2 separate regions of the Canis lupus genome follow, and region 2 is linked to region 1. A link is a contact called in public Hi-C data. All regions are on one chromosome and are shown on one strand. The core of a region is the stretch at or near the end of the contact, and the rest is flanking DNA. Distances in the headings are between cores, read along the strand shown.

What was found. Hi-C and Micro-C count contacts between places; a contact is called where the count stands out from the background.
Region 2: a contact with region 1 is called in a Hi-C map of skin fibroblasts, with 1.7 times the contacts expected there. The contact joins the enhancer-like site here to the promoter of CHRNA6 in region 1. A contact is called at or near these places in 3 of 9 Hi-C or Micro-C datasets (amygdala, blood and skin fibroblasts).

What each region holds. Positions count from the first base shown.
Region 1 is chr16:23,724,013-23,730,153 of UU_Cfam_GSD_1.0, reverse strand. CHRNA6 (neuronal acetylcholine receptor subunit alpha-6) reads right to left here and starts at 3,778. Exons shown (of 5, transcript XM_038559229.1): 1 at 3,334-3,778.
Region 2 is chr16:23,787,008-23,793,673 of UU_Cfam_GSD_1.0, reverse strand. No RefSeq gene overlaps it. Among named protein-coding and RNA genes, the nearest start is that of CHRNB3, 14 kb to the right of the region's middle. Within about 2 kb of position 3,868, at least 7 of the 20 cell types and tissues checked have an H3K27ac peak or open chromatin away from gene starts, as enhancers often do.

The DNA.
Region 1 (6,141 bases), core at 2,529-5,028:
AGAAAGAAATAAACTTGTTTTATTTAAGTCATATTTTTTAAAATCTTTGATAGCAGCCACATGCAAATGTCAAAATCTGTGTGTTGCCATCCCCACCCACCATCCTCAGAACAATGTCCTGGAAAGAAATATCAACCAAGGATTTGAAGTGATGCTGTACAGTGAAATAGAAATAGTGAAATAGTGAATAGTGAAAATTAGAACAATCCAACCACAGCAAACTATAGCTTCCAGCCAGGTAGGAAGCCAGTAACCAGTCAACACGATTTGGGGGTAGAAAGGACCAGAACAGGTACCAAATAAATATTTTTTAAGGAATGAGTAGGCCCATCTAAGCAAAATAAAATGTGTTATTTTTTTTAACCAGTATATACTGGTATATACATACTTCCAATTTGGGCCAGAAGCCAGAGAACCAGGCCAGGGGTCAGTCTCATCCACTAGGAAACATGGACTGGAGAAACATCATGGGCCCTGACTTCACATCTGTAATTAAGATCTTTCCCCAGTGAACCCTGAAAGCCTCCACTGTTTCCTAAGGGGCAAAGTCTAGGAGCACAGAGAACTCCTTCCTTATCCATAGGCTGGGACTGATGAAAGGGGCTCCCTTTGCTGTACACTGTTGTCTCAGGAGCTCTAGCTTTAGCCTCCCCCTATACTTCCTGAGCCTACCTATTCCTGGCATTTGGTCCGCAGGCCAGCTCTGCTCCCTCCTATGCCTTGGAGCCCAGAACCCTGCTCTATGTTATAATACCAGGTCCCACTACCTCCTCTCTGAGCAATTAGGACATGAAGGTTATTCAAAGGAGAGAACTGCAGTCCTCCTTGCCCTTGAACATAGCAAGAAATCCAAATTCCCGCCTGTTTTCTCACACTGGATGGAACTATATGAAAGAAGGTGATTTTCTTTTTCTTTCTTGCATAATGTAGAAGACTTAAAGCCATTCTTTTTCTATGGAGTAAAAAGAACATGAACTTTGGAGTCAGACAGGCTCAATTAAGATTGCAGTTCCACCATGTTATAGTTGTACTACCTAAGGAAGGTCACTTAACTGAGCTTCCCTCCAGCTATAAAATGCAGATGACAGCCACTAAGTGCAGACATAGTGACTGGTGCAATGGAATTAGCTCCCTTTGTATTCTCCCTTCAACTTCCCCTTCGCCTCTTTGTTTCCTAAACTGGCTCTGGAAGCACTTCCAGAGACACACTGCCTTGATGTAAGTAACTTTAACATTAGTGGTAAAGTGTCTTCTTCTCAACAGGAGGACTTCAAAGGGCCAGCACCCATGTAGATGTGCATTTGTTCGTATTTTCAAAATTTCTATATTTACCATGTGCAACAACTAGGACAGTGTTTGAGAATTGCTCTGCGACCCCCACTGCTCTCTGCAGAGTCAGGGTTCCTCCAGGAACATGTGAACTGACGGCACTTACCACATTAGCCAGCTGTGTGATGGCCACTTCAAAATGCACTGTGACGGGATCAGAAACATTTTCTACAGGCCTGATGAACTGGTTATAATGAGAAAACAGTTTGTGAAAGAGCCTCTCTTCAGATGCACAGCCTGCAGAGCCTGCATGGCCAAACAGAGGGAAGAGTTAGAGAAGCAGAGAGAGTGCTCACAGGGGTGGGGAAGGTTCTGGCAGCTTCCATCACCAAGTGACATGAGCAGTGGGGTGTCCAAGTAACTGAGCACTCCTGGCCTGCGTTCTGTCCACCCACACAGACTTGTGTGCCCGTTGTATATGCCTCTCGGGGCCTCAGTTGGTTACCTTTGCCCTGAAGATAAAAAGGGTAAAATGCCTACGTCCCATAACTATTGTGATAGCAAATAAAATAATATTGGCAAGAGCACTCGTAGAAGTCTAATACACCGCGAATATAAAGGGATAGCATGAAATCCAATTCTTGTTTATGTCACTGAGGATGACGATCTTACTGATTTGGTTATTATGGAAAAGTCCTGCCCTTTCTTGTCAAAATACTGATTCAACTACCTGTTTCTACAACAGTGAGGTATTTAGCTAGGGAAGCTTCTCCAAGCAAATTGAAATAACTAGTAATTGTATTAAGATCTTAACAAGCCATAATCCTTTTTAAAATCAGCTTTGAGTTCAATTATTCTGGAGATTTGTGTAAGTGCAAAGTTTTTAGGGCAAACAAATAGTTTCAAAAGAATTCAAATTTAGTCCTTAAATAATAGCATTTTAATCACTAAATTTTAGATAGTTTAATGTGTATGTCTGTATTCTTCCAAGAATGCATCAAAAGGAGGTTACTTGGCCTTCATGCCTTCATTTGACATAATTCATTTCATTCATACCCCTCTGTATCCCTTACAGAAGCCAAATTTGACATCTGAAGTACTATTCTACAAATTTCCCAGAGGGATTAGAAATCCCTCTGAAAGAAAGAAAATTAAAGGGACTGAAAATCAGCAAAAATGAACAAAAGGATAGCTGTTGTATCACTAAATAGTCATTTGACAAATGGACTTGGAAACACTGAAACTCTGAGATTCCAGCAGGGAAGAACAATTTTAAATGTAAAATAGCACTCTTAAAAAAATAAATAATAAATAAATAAATAAATAAATAAATAAATAAATAAATAAATAAAATAGCACTCTTGTTACCATAATCAATAAGGGTAGCAATATTTCTACATAAAACAGACAATAAACAATTCTCTCCATTACCCCATTATCCATGCCCCCCACCCGAGACAGCATAGGTAAAGCCTCCATCAGTCTTGAAGAGCAAACCCTGCAAAGCCAAAAGCACGTGGAAATGTGGTTTTCTTCAGCAGAATAGCAGCTAGCTGTTTCCAAGTCTTAACTTTTAAAATGAGTGATCTTACTCTTAGGATCCATTCCAGCACAGTAATATGACATGCTTCCCAAAACAATGATGATTACCTTCAAAATGGAAGGGTTCATGGAGTAAGTAATAGTATCAGCTAACAAATAAATCACAGCTTTAAAAAGATATATTCAATACAAATACAAGTAAGTCAGCTAAATATATCCAGAGAAAGTATGGATAGAAAACTGCATCATTATTATCACCACCAGTTTTTTAGTGGGACAATAAAATATGGTTTACAGTGTTTCATCGTCCTCTCCACCCCACCCCCTAAATCTCATGTTACATGTTAAACTTCCCCAGTAAGAAATAGATTAATTAGCAGTTATAACCGTAGTAATCCCTCTGCAGACCCTCTACATATTCAGACATAGGGCATTTCACCTGTGCTCAGTCGAGCACAACTAGAAAAGTAAACACATGTAGCCATAAAAGAGAATATGAGAAAAAACAGAAATAAGACCTACCTTTCAAGCAAGGAATGAATATACAGGAGCAGAGGCACAGACCAAAGTGAAGGAATCCCTGGCCCTTGCTGGTCAGCATGATTAAAACACACTTTGATTCCTTTTATAGTCAAAGGATTGTGGAAAACAAAGACCTTTCAGACAGCCACATGCATCAGACCTTTAAATCATTAGAGTCCCACTGCAGTCCATGTGTGTCTTCTGTGAAATAAAAACATTCACAAACCTAACACGGATGTTCCCAATATCATAAAGTGGGGCTCACACAAGGGCAAATAAAAAGGATTCAATCTGATGTCAGATGAGTCATCACTTTGCTGTCACCCTAGATCTCTTTTTGTGTAAGAACAGTGAAGGAAAGCGCCGAGGAAACGGTAGGCAGGCAGAATGGAAAACATTGCCTGGCTTAGATCTTTCTGTAGCACAGTTTGGGCAGTAATTCTTGGGGGAGAAACACTCGTTTACTGAGCCCCAAGTACAGGCACAGCATGTGCTAGGGTCCCAGGCAGTGTATTCTGATTCACCGAATTCTCTGGTTAATCAAGGCCATCCTTGTTACTAAAAAACTTACTAAAATAGGAGTTTCCTGTCTTAATAAGCATGGCTTAGAACAGGATTCATCTGATTTTGACTCCAGGGCTTTTAGTGTTTTGTCTTTCTGAGTTCAGGAATCACCATCCAGGACTAGAGATTAGGTATCTGAGAACCAGAGGGGATGAGTATGGAACACAGAATGCCACCTGGACAGCCCTATGTTTATTTCAACATCCTTGTCATCAACTGGTTTTCTTATAGGTTTCTTCTTGTCTCTATAAGTTTAGTGTCGATGGGATTCTGATGAACTGGGCCTTCTGGTCAGATTTTGTTATTGGTTAAAGAGGAGATAGGCCTACAACAAAAGGAAAAAGTGACCTCAGAATGAGAGAAAATATTTGCAACCACATGTCTGATAAGGGATTAATACTCAAAATATATAAGGAACTCCTAAAACTCAATATAAAAAAAATCCAATTAAAAAATGGGCAACGGGGGCACCTGGGTGGCTCAGAGGTTGAACATCTGCCTTAGGCCCAGCATGTGATCCCAGGGTCCTGGGATTGAGTCCCACATCAGGCTCCCTGGAAGGAGAAGCCTGCTTCTCCCTCTGCCTATGTCTCTGCCTCTCTCACTGTGTCTCTCATGAATAAATAAATAAAATATATATTTCTTCAGTTTAAAAAAGGAACTACCAGGAGCAGAGACCCACGATTTACTTGGCTCACACCTTCACAGCTACCAGAGTTGCCCCCGCCCTCAAAAGGAAGAGTAAGCGGAGCCAGTGAGAACTCTCTTCCTGATACGTGTGCCGAATAAAGTCCTAGGCAGGCCTGAGGGTCACGTGGTGACACGTGAGATAAAACCAGCAATGTGTATCGTGGGAAACTCTTTGAGGCAAAGGGCAACATGAATTGCTGGGTGGCCAACATCACACTCACATATAGAGAAGGCCAAGTGGCACAGCTGGGGCAGGTATACATCCATGGCGGCAAGATCTGCTTTCTCATTTTGTCTGACACGCTGAAAAATGTGCCCATGTTAAAGAGCATAAAAAATAAAAACCAAGGCTCAGAAGCTGGCCGGGGAAAAGCTGCTATTCTGAAGCCCCAGTTGGCTGCAAGACATGGAATGGGGTATGGAAACATCTTATAGAAGATAAATTTATCTGTCGAACAGAATTTTGTTATCTTTTCTTTTAGGTTATCTGGGTTTGGGAAGGTGTGCATGTATGTACATGTTCTAGGTTTTCATTTGACATCTTTCTCTTTAGATCAGAGTAAACTAAAATATGGTGGTGGTGGTTGGTCTATTTTCTTGGAAAAAAATAAAGAAAGAATTACCATATTATCTAGCAATTCTACTTCTAGAAATAAATTCAAAGGAAATGAAATCAGTATCTCAGGGAGATATCTGGTTTCTCTGTGATGGCAGCATTGTTCACAATAATCACAGTACGGAAACAACCTAAGTGTCTGTCGATGGGTGAATGGACAAAGATATGATGTGTGTATGTGCATATTGTGTGGAATATTATTCAACCATGAGAAATCCTGCCACCTGGACAACATGGATGAACCTGAAGGACAGTGTGCTCAGTGAAATAAGCCAGACAGAGAAAGACAAATACTGTACAATCTCGTGAATGTATGAAATCTAAAAAAGTCAAACTCATAGAAGCAGAGAGTAGGAGAGTGGATCCAGACTTTCAGTTATAAAATTAATCAGTTCTGGTGACTGATTAATCACACTACAGTGACTATAGTTAATATATACTTTAAATGTGCTAAGAGAAGGGCACTTGGCTGGCTCAGTTGGTAGAGCACGTGACTCTTGAGCTCAGGGTCACGAGTTCCAGCCCCATAGTGGGCATAAAGTTTACTTAAAATTTTTTTTAATTAAAATTAAAAAAATTTTTTCTAGGTAAATAGATCTGAAGTGCTCTCACCAACACACATACACAAATGATTACCAAGTGAGGCGATGGATATGTTGATTAGCTTGACTGTAGAGTCATTTCACAATGCACATGCATATCAAATCATCACACTGTAGACCTCAAATATATATAATTTTTATTTGTCAATTAGGCCTCCAGAAAGCTGGGGAAAAGAAGAAGAATGAGACTGGAAGATGATCCCTTGGGTCCTTCCCACCCAAACATTCTGTGACGTTATCCCAAAGACAGTACACTTTGCAATTGTGCAGAGTTCAGACCAATGACTTTCCTCAAAATTCTATTAACCACATATCTCTTGAGGGAATGAAAAAGGA
Region 2 (6,666 bases), core at 2,619-5,118, 63 kb before region 1:
CCTCAAAAAATTAAAAATGGAATTACCATATGATACACTTCTAGGTGTATACTCCAGATAACTGAAAGCAGAGACTCAAAAAGATATTTGTACACCCATATTCACAGCAACATATTCACAGAAGGTGGAAGCAACTCAAGTGACCATCAACAGATGAGTGGATAAACAAAATGTAATATACACACACAGTGGAATAGATACACACAATGGAATATTATTCAGCCTTAATAAGGAAGGCAGTTTTGACCCATGCTACAACACAGATGAACATTGAGGACATTGTCTTAAGTGAAACAAACTAGTCACAAAAACACAAGTACAAATATAGCAGAATGATTCCACTTATATGAGGTCCCTAGGGTAATCAGATTCAGAGGGAGGAAGCAGAATGGTAGTTGCCAGGAGCTGAGAGGATGGAACAACGGGGAGTAGAGTTTAGTGGGTATGGAATTTCAGTTTTGGTAGATTTTTGTTTAAATATTTTATTTATTTATTCATGAGAGACACAGAGACACAGGCGAGGGAGAAGTAGGTTTCCTGCAGAGAGCCCAATGTGGGATTCGATCCCAGAACTCCGGGATCATGACCTGAGCCGAAGGCAGGCACTCAACCACTGAGCCACTCAGGTGCCCCTCAGTTTTGTAAGATTAAAAGAGTTCTGGAGATAGATGGTGGTGATGGTTGCATAACAATGTGAATGTACTTAACACTACAAACTGTATGCTTAAAAATGGTTAAGATTTTATGTAAGTTTTATGTTATGTATATATTAACACCATTTTTTTTTTTAAACTCACAGCCCAAGAGTGATGTTCTTCTGGAGTCCAGCATCCTACCCTGCTCCATCTGCATGCATTGCCTTGGAATGCAGTGGGTAGGGACACCTGGATGGCGTCTGCCTTTGGCTCAGGGTGTGATCCTGGGGTCTGGGGTCACATCCCCGCATCGGGCTCCCTGCAGGGAGCCTGCTTCTCCCTCTGCCTGTGTCTCTGCCTCTCTCTGTGTCTCTCATGAATAAATAAATAATATCTTAAAAAAAAAAAGAGGAATGCACCTGGGGCCTTGTTGGAGCTGTGTACAGTGGGTACCACTCAGACCTCTTGAATCAGAAATTCTGGGTTCTGGAATTATTATTTTAACAATCTTACCAGGTGATTCTAACACCCCTCAATTCTGAAAACCACAGCACTAAGGTAATTGGAGACAGAAGGGATATGTTTTGAGATTTGGGGTATGTTTTGAAGATAGAGAAAATATGACTTTGTGGGGAATTGGATATAGAGTAGAAAGGGAGAAGAATCAGTAGGTAAAGATTGAATGGATATCTGTTAGATGAGTAAATGTTTTTCAAAACTGTTCTACCTTTATTTTTTCTTTGTTTTACTAGAGTCAGAAAGTAGGGGGTGGGGAGCATAATTTCTTAAAGCATCAGGCTGGAGAACAGGAAATAGGCCAGGATGATTGACCTATAATCTTTAGAAATTCATGCAAGGTAGGTTTTACCCAAATGTGTACTTAACTGTACACATGGCAATTATGTCACAGGTGGAGTCATAAAGCTCATCAGCCTACAGTCACATACAATACTCCCCCACCCCCAGCACACACACACCTAGAGCTGTGAGCATACCTCTCTTCTTTCTTTTTGTACTGATGTCAGAGGGGGAATGATGTGGCTCAAACCTAGGATCTTCTGGGACAGGGGACTTTCAGTTTTTAAACCAGGATTGTCCCAAGCCAATCAGATGGTTGGTCATCTTGGTTATAACACAGACTCATAGAATTATCAAATTTAAGGGAAGCAGAGTTCATCTGATCTATTGTTTGACACTTTGGCTATAGATTGGAATTACCTGGAGGACTTAAAATTTATATGATTGCTGGGTTTCACAGTGGACCAGCTCAAATCAGTATCTCAGGGGCACATGGCTGGCCCAGTCGGTGGAGCACCAGACTCTTGATATTGGGATATTGACTTCAAGCCCCATGTTGGGTGTACAGATTAATTAAAAACAAAATAAGATCAGTGTTCCTGGGTGCATACCTAGGCATCAGTATTTTTAAAAGCTCCCCAAGGGAGCACTGAGAACTGATTTAATCCAACTTTTTTACTGGATAGATGAGGAATCTAATGCCACTAAAAGTTACTTATCCAAGGTCACACTATTCATTAGCAGCAAAACTCAGTGTTCCTGACTCTTAGGCCAGTGTTCTTCCCACACACCACAATCCTTTTATGGATAATTACTGATTAGTTCCTTGCAACCAAGCCCTGGTCCAGTGCTATTATTTAGGGTAGCTCACACACACACACCACCTGTCTGGACCTCAATAAAACAGACCTTTGAGCTTCCAGTTGGGTGCACTCATGGCTGAAATCCAAGACTCTCTTTTCTTGCTCCCTTCCAATTTTGTTCTCTACCACCTGCTCTGTTCCCAAGTCCCTCTGACTCCTGAGGGATTCGGACTCAGCCCAGATTCCTCGCTCCTGTTTACATATTTGGCCTCAATTGTGTAGACCCCAGCACCGCCTCATTTCAGCTCCTGGCAGCCCCTTAGGGCATGTGGGGTGGGCACCCCAGATTCCTGGCCTGGGTGGGGAAGCCCAGCCGGGCAGCAGCGGGCCTCACCAACACTCCTACCAGGAAGGGCTAAGATGAAGCTCCCTTCACTGCAGGGCTGATTCTTAAAACAAGCTAAACCGGGATCCCTGGGTGGCGCAGCGGTTTGGCGCCTGCCTTTGGCCCAGGGCGCGATCCTGGAGACCCGGGATTGATATCCCACGTTGGGCTCCTGGTGCATGGAGCCTGCCTCTCCCTCTGCCTGTGACTCTCTTTCTCTCTCTGTGTGACTATCATAAATAAATTTTTTAAAAAAAGGAACAAGCTAAACCCACCGCAGCCTGTGGTGTAAACTCTCCTCCCTGGCTGCCTGACCACTCGCTTTCTAGCACTAAACCAGCAGCGGCTGCTGAAGATGAGTCCGGAGTGAAATAAAATGCTCGTCAAAGGTCAGGGTGGAAACCAAACCTCAGGCCTGGCCACTCTGCCCAGGAACGGCTGCACGGTTTCCCGGGCCAGGAAGAAGTACTGGAGAGTTAAGGTGGTAAATTGACCACAGCGAAGGAAGACGCCGTCCTTCCAATAGGATGCAGTCAAGTCAGGGAAGAGGCACAAGCAGAGGATGACATGAAAAGTGTTGAAATCCATTTCTAGGCCCAAATGGAGCCGCTCCCAGCGGGGGGCCACAGCAGACAGGACCCCAGATGGCTTTGGGGCCTACAGTGCTCTGCTCCGGATGCCCCCCACCCCGTCAGCTGGTCCCCACACGCCGAGCACCTGCGGCCTCTCCACCCGGACACCACGGCACTGCGGCCCGGCCGGTGTTTCCCCTGCGTCTCCTCCTTGGTCTTTGGTCTTTGGTCATCGGGAAAAGCTTGCTGCCTGCCGCCCCACTTTGCAGGAGACTGTCCCCTTCGTGAGCAGTGACATAGTGTGTCCCACAAAGTGTCTTCCTCAATCCTCTTTGTAAGAGAAGAGCAGCAGCAGCCCCTCCTCCCCGGGGCCCTCCCTGGGGCTGCCCCCCACCGCAGCCCTGCGCACCCCGGGGCCCTCCTCCCCGCCTGGCGGCCTCCTGGGGTGGGCCCTCCTGGGGTGGGGCCCCTGCCATCCAGCGTGTCCTCCCGGCCCCGGTGGCGGCTCCACCTGGACGGCGGTGAAACAAGTGCGCCCACGGCCGCCCCACGGGCCCGGGAGCCTGGGGAAAGCAGCCGGACACGTGCGCGTCTCGCAAGCACCGGCAGGTGTGGGGAACGTGCCGTGCGCGCTGTTTGGAGACGGTTCCTGGGTGCCAGCCTCCTCCCACACTGGCCGCCGGCGGGTGCTGGGCGCGGGTGCACCTGCTCCGCGCCCCGCCGCCGTCGACCCCGTGCCGCCCAGGGGAGGATGCGTGCGGCCTTTAGGAATTCCAGCAGCCCGTTGCCTCCTGGCGCTTGGGTTTTTGGGTGTAGGCAGCCTGTTTTTAGTTCCGTTTATTTTTATGACTTTAAAATGTAAGGAACAAACACCGCGGAAAACCCATGTCCCCTTACCCGCAGTGCGCCCTGCCGTCCACCAGGGGGCCCCCAAGTCCCGTCCACACCTGCCGGCGTCGCCGAGTCCTTTCCCTGGGGCCCCGGCCCTGCTAACGCCGAGCTGGAGAAATGCAAAGCATTCCCGGGAGCCACGGAAGTAATCTGACACGTTATTTAGATGCTATGACTTTCTAATCTCTGAGGGTGACGAGAAATGCTTCTATAGGGAGGACGTCACACAAGCGAGCAGTGCAAAGGAAGGAAACGGTTGAGACTCTGCATTAAAAGTGCGGTTCCTCCCAGGCTGTTTGAATTTAGTAAATTGGAAAGCCAAAGAATTACCGTGAGAGTGAAATGTTAGCCGTCGAAGGATAGGAGATTATTTAGGAGGGCAGTGAGACTTTCAAAGTCATATACTATGAAATTCTCGGCCTTCTGATTCCTATGAACACTGACGCCCCTCCTGAATCCCTCCCACAAAACATCCCACTGGTGGTAAGAAGAGTATTGGAAGTTCTAGAAATGCTGGCTAGACGCACAGGGAGATAGGCAGCTGCAGGAATGACTGAGGCGAGACCCAAGGAGGGGCCCAAAGAAGAGTGTGATGAATAACTGGGGAGAGACAGAGGTGCTGAACCTGCAGAAGGCAGGGTGTGTGTTCTCTCCACTCCCATTTCTCCATTTCTGTATAAATGGACAGTCTGGTTATGGGTATCTTATGAAGCCGCGTGGCACATGATTCTGACCCTGATTCCACCATCATCTAGCTGTGTGCCACCGGACCATGACACCACCTCCCTCGGATTCACTTTCCTTGCTAGTAAAATGATGTTGGTGTCAAGGGGTTTGCTGTCACATAGCAAAATTTTCCACAGCAAAAAGGCAGTTGTTCCCCTAAGACATCTTTTTTCCTAATCAAAACCCCTTGCTCTTTCATCATTTGTCATAAGGCCTACTTTCCAGATCCTGGGTCTCTTGACTCCCCTAGATGAGCATATTTAGCTTTCTTAAAACACGTTGCTCTGGGGATCCCTGGGTGGTGCAGCGGTTTGGTGCCTGCCTTTGGCCCAGGGTGCAATCCTGGAGTCCCGGATCGAGTCCCACGTCGGGCTCCCGGCATGGAGCCTGCTTCTCCCTCCTCCTGTGTCTCTGCCTCTCTCTCTCTCTCTCTGTGTGTCTATCATAAATAAAAATAAATAAATAAATCTTAAAAAAAAAAAAAAACCCACATTGCTCTAAACAAGATGGTTCCAGGTGCCTCTGGCAAGGTAGAGCTGCTGCCCTGGACACCATTCTTATGGGAACCACGATGCTGTCAGTATTATATAATTTCAATAAAGGCAATGCATTAATAATAACCTCAATATATTTAATTTTTCTAAATGTTTAAAAAAATTTTGTAGAAATTGACATATTTTGTCCCAATTCACACAAATGTCATTATAATCTATTGTACTTTGTCTGTAGGGTCAGCATCCCAGCGTTTTGAGGTTGTTCTGAGTCTTGCTTCTGTCACAACAGTGGATGACAAGGTTGTATAGTTTACTATTGCAAGGGAACCTCGGCAACCAAGTTGATCCTCTTATTTTTGTGTTATTTGCAAATCTGACAGGATGTCTTCCATGCCTTTAAGAAAGTACTTGGGAGGAGCGCCTGGGTTGCTAAGCAGGCTAAGCATCTGCCTTTGGCTCAGGTCATGGTCCTGGAGTCCTGGAGTCCTGGGATCAAGGCCCAGACTCCCTGCTTAGCGAGGAGTCTGCTTCTCCCTCTCCCTCTGTGTGTGTTCTCTCTCCCTCTCTCAAATAAATAAAATCTTAAAAAAAAAAAAAAAAAGAAGAAAGAAAGAGAAAGAATGAAAGAAAGAAAGAAAGAAAGAAAGAAAGAAAGAAAGAAAGAAAGAAAGAAAGAAAAGAAAGAAAGAAAGAAAGAAAGAAAAAGAAAGAAAATATTTGGGAGATGTTAAGTGTGTCAGAGCCATGCTGCCACAGGAGAAAATGTCACTAGAGACCTTCTTTTCGGTTGACTCTACTTGCTAATCAACTCCCTATCTATGGTTGCTCAACCAGCTCTGAATCTACTTAATTGTACTATGGAACCATCTACAATTCTTCCATTTGTCTTCATGCAGATCATGAAATAATTTCTAAAAGTTTCTTTTTTTTCTCTAAGTTGATATTAACACATTCTCCTTTTTAATGGTATCAAGTTTTATGTTACAAATAGTAACAGTTCTGCTGAGGATAAACTTTCTATAAGGTAGATAAAAACTATGCAATATTGTGTGTATGTGTCTAGGTGTGTGTAGAGCAAGATCTTTTTTTTTAATTATTTAAAGATTTTATTTATTTATTCATGAGAGACACAGAGAGAGAGAGAGAGGCAGAGACACAGGCAGAGAGAGAAGCAGGCTCCATGCAGGGAGCCCGACACGAGACTCGATCCTGGGTCTCCAGGATTATGTCCTGGGCTGAAGGCAGGCGCCAAACCACTGAGCAACCCAGGGATCCCCAAGATCTTGATGGTGGTTAGATTAGGAAGGTGGACCATAAGTGTTCTTAAAGTTTACAGTGAGGAGGGTTCCCTGGTGGCTCAGC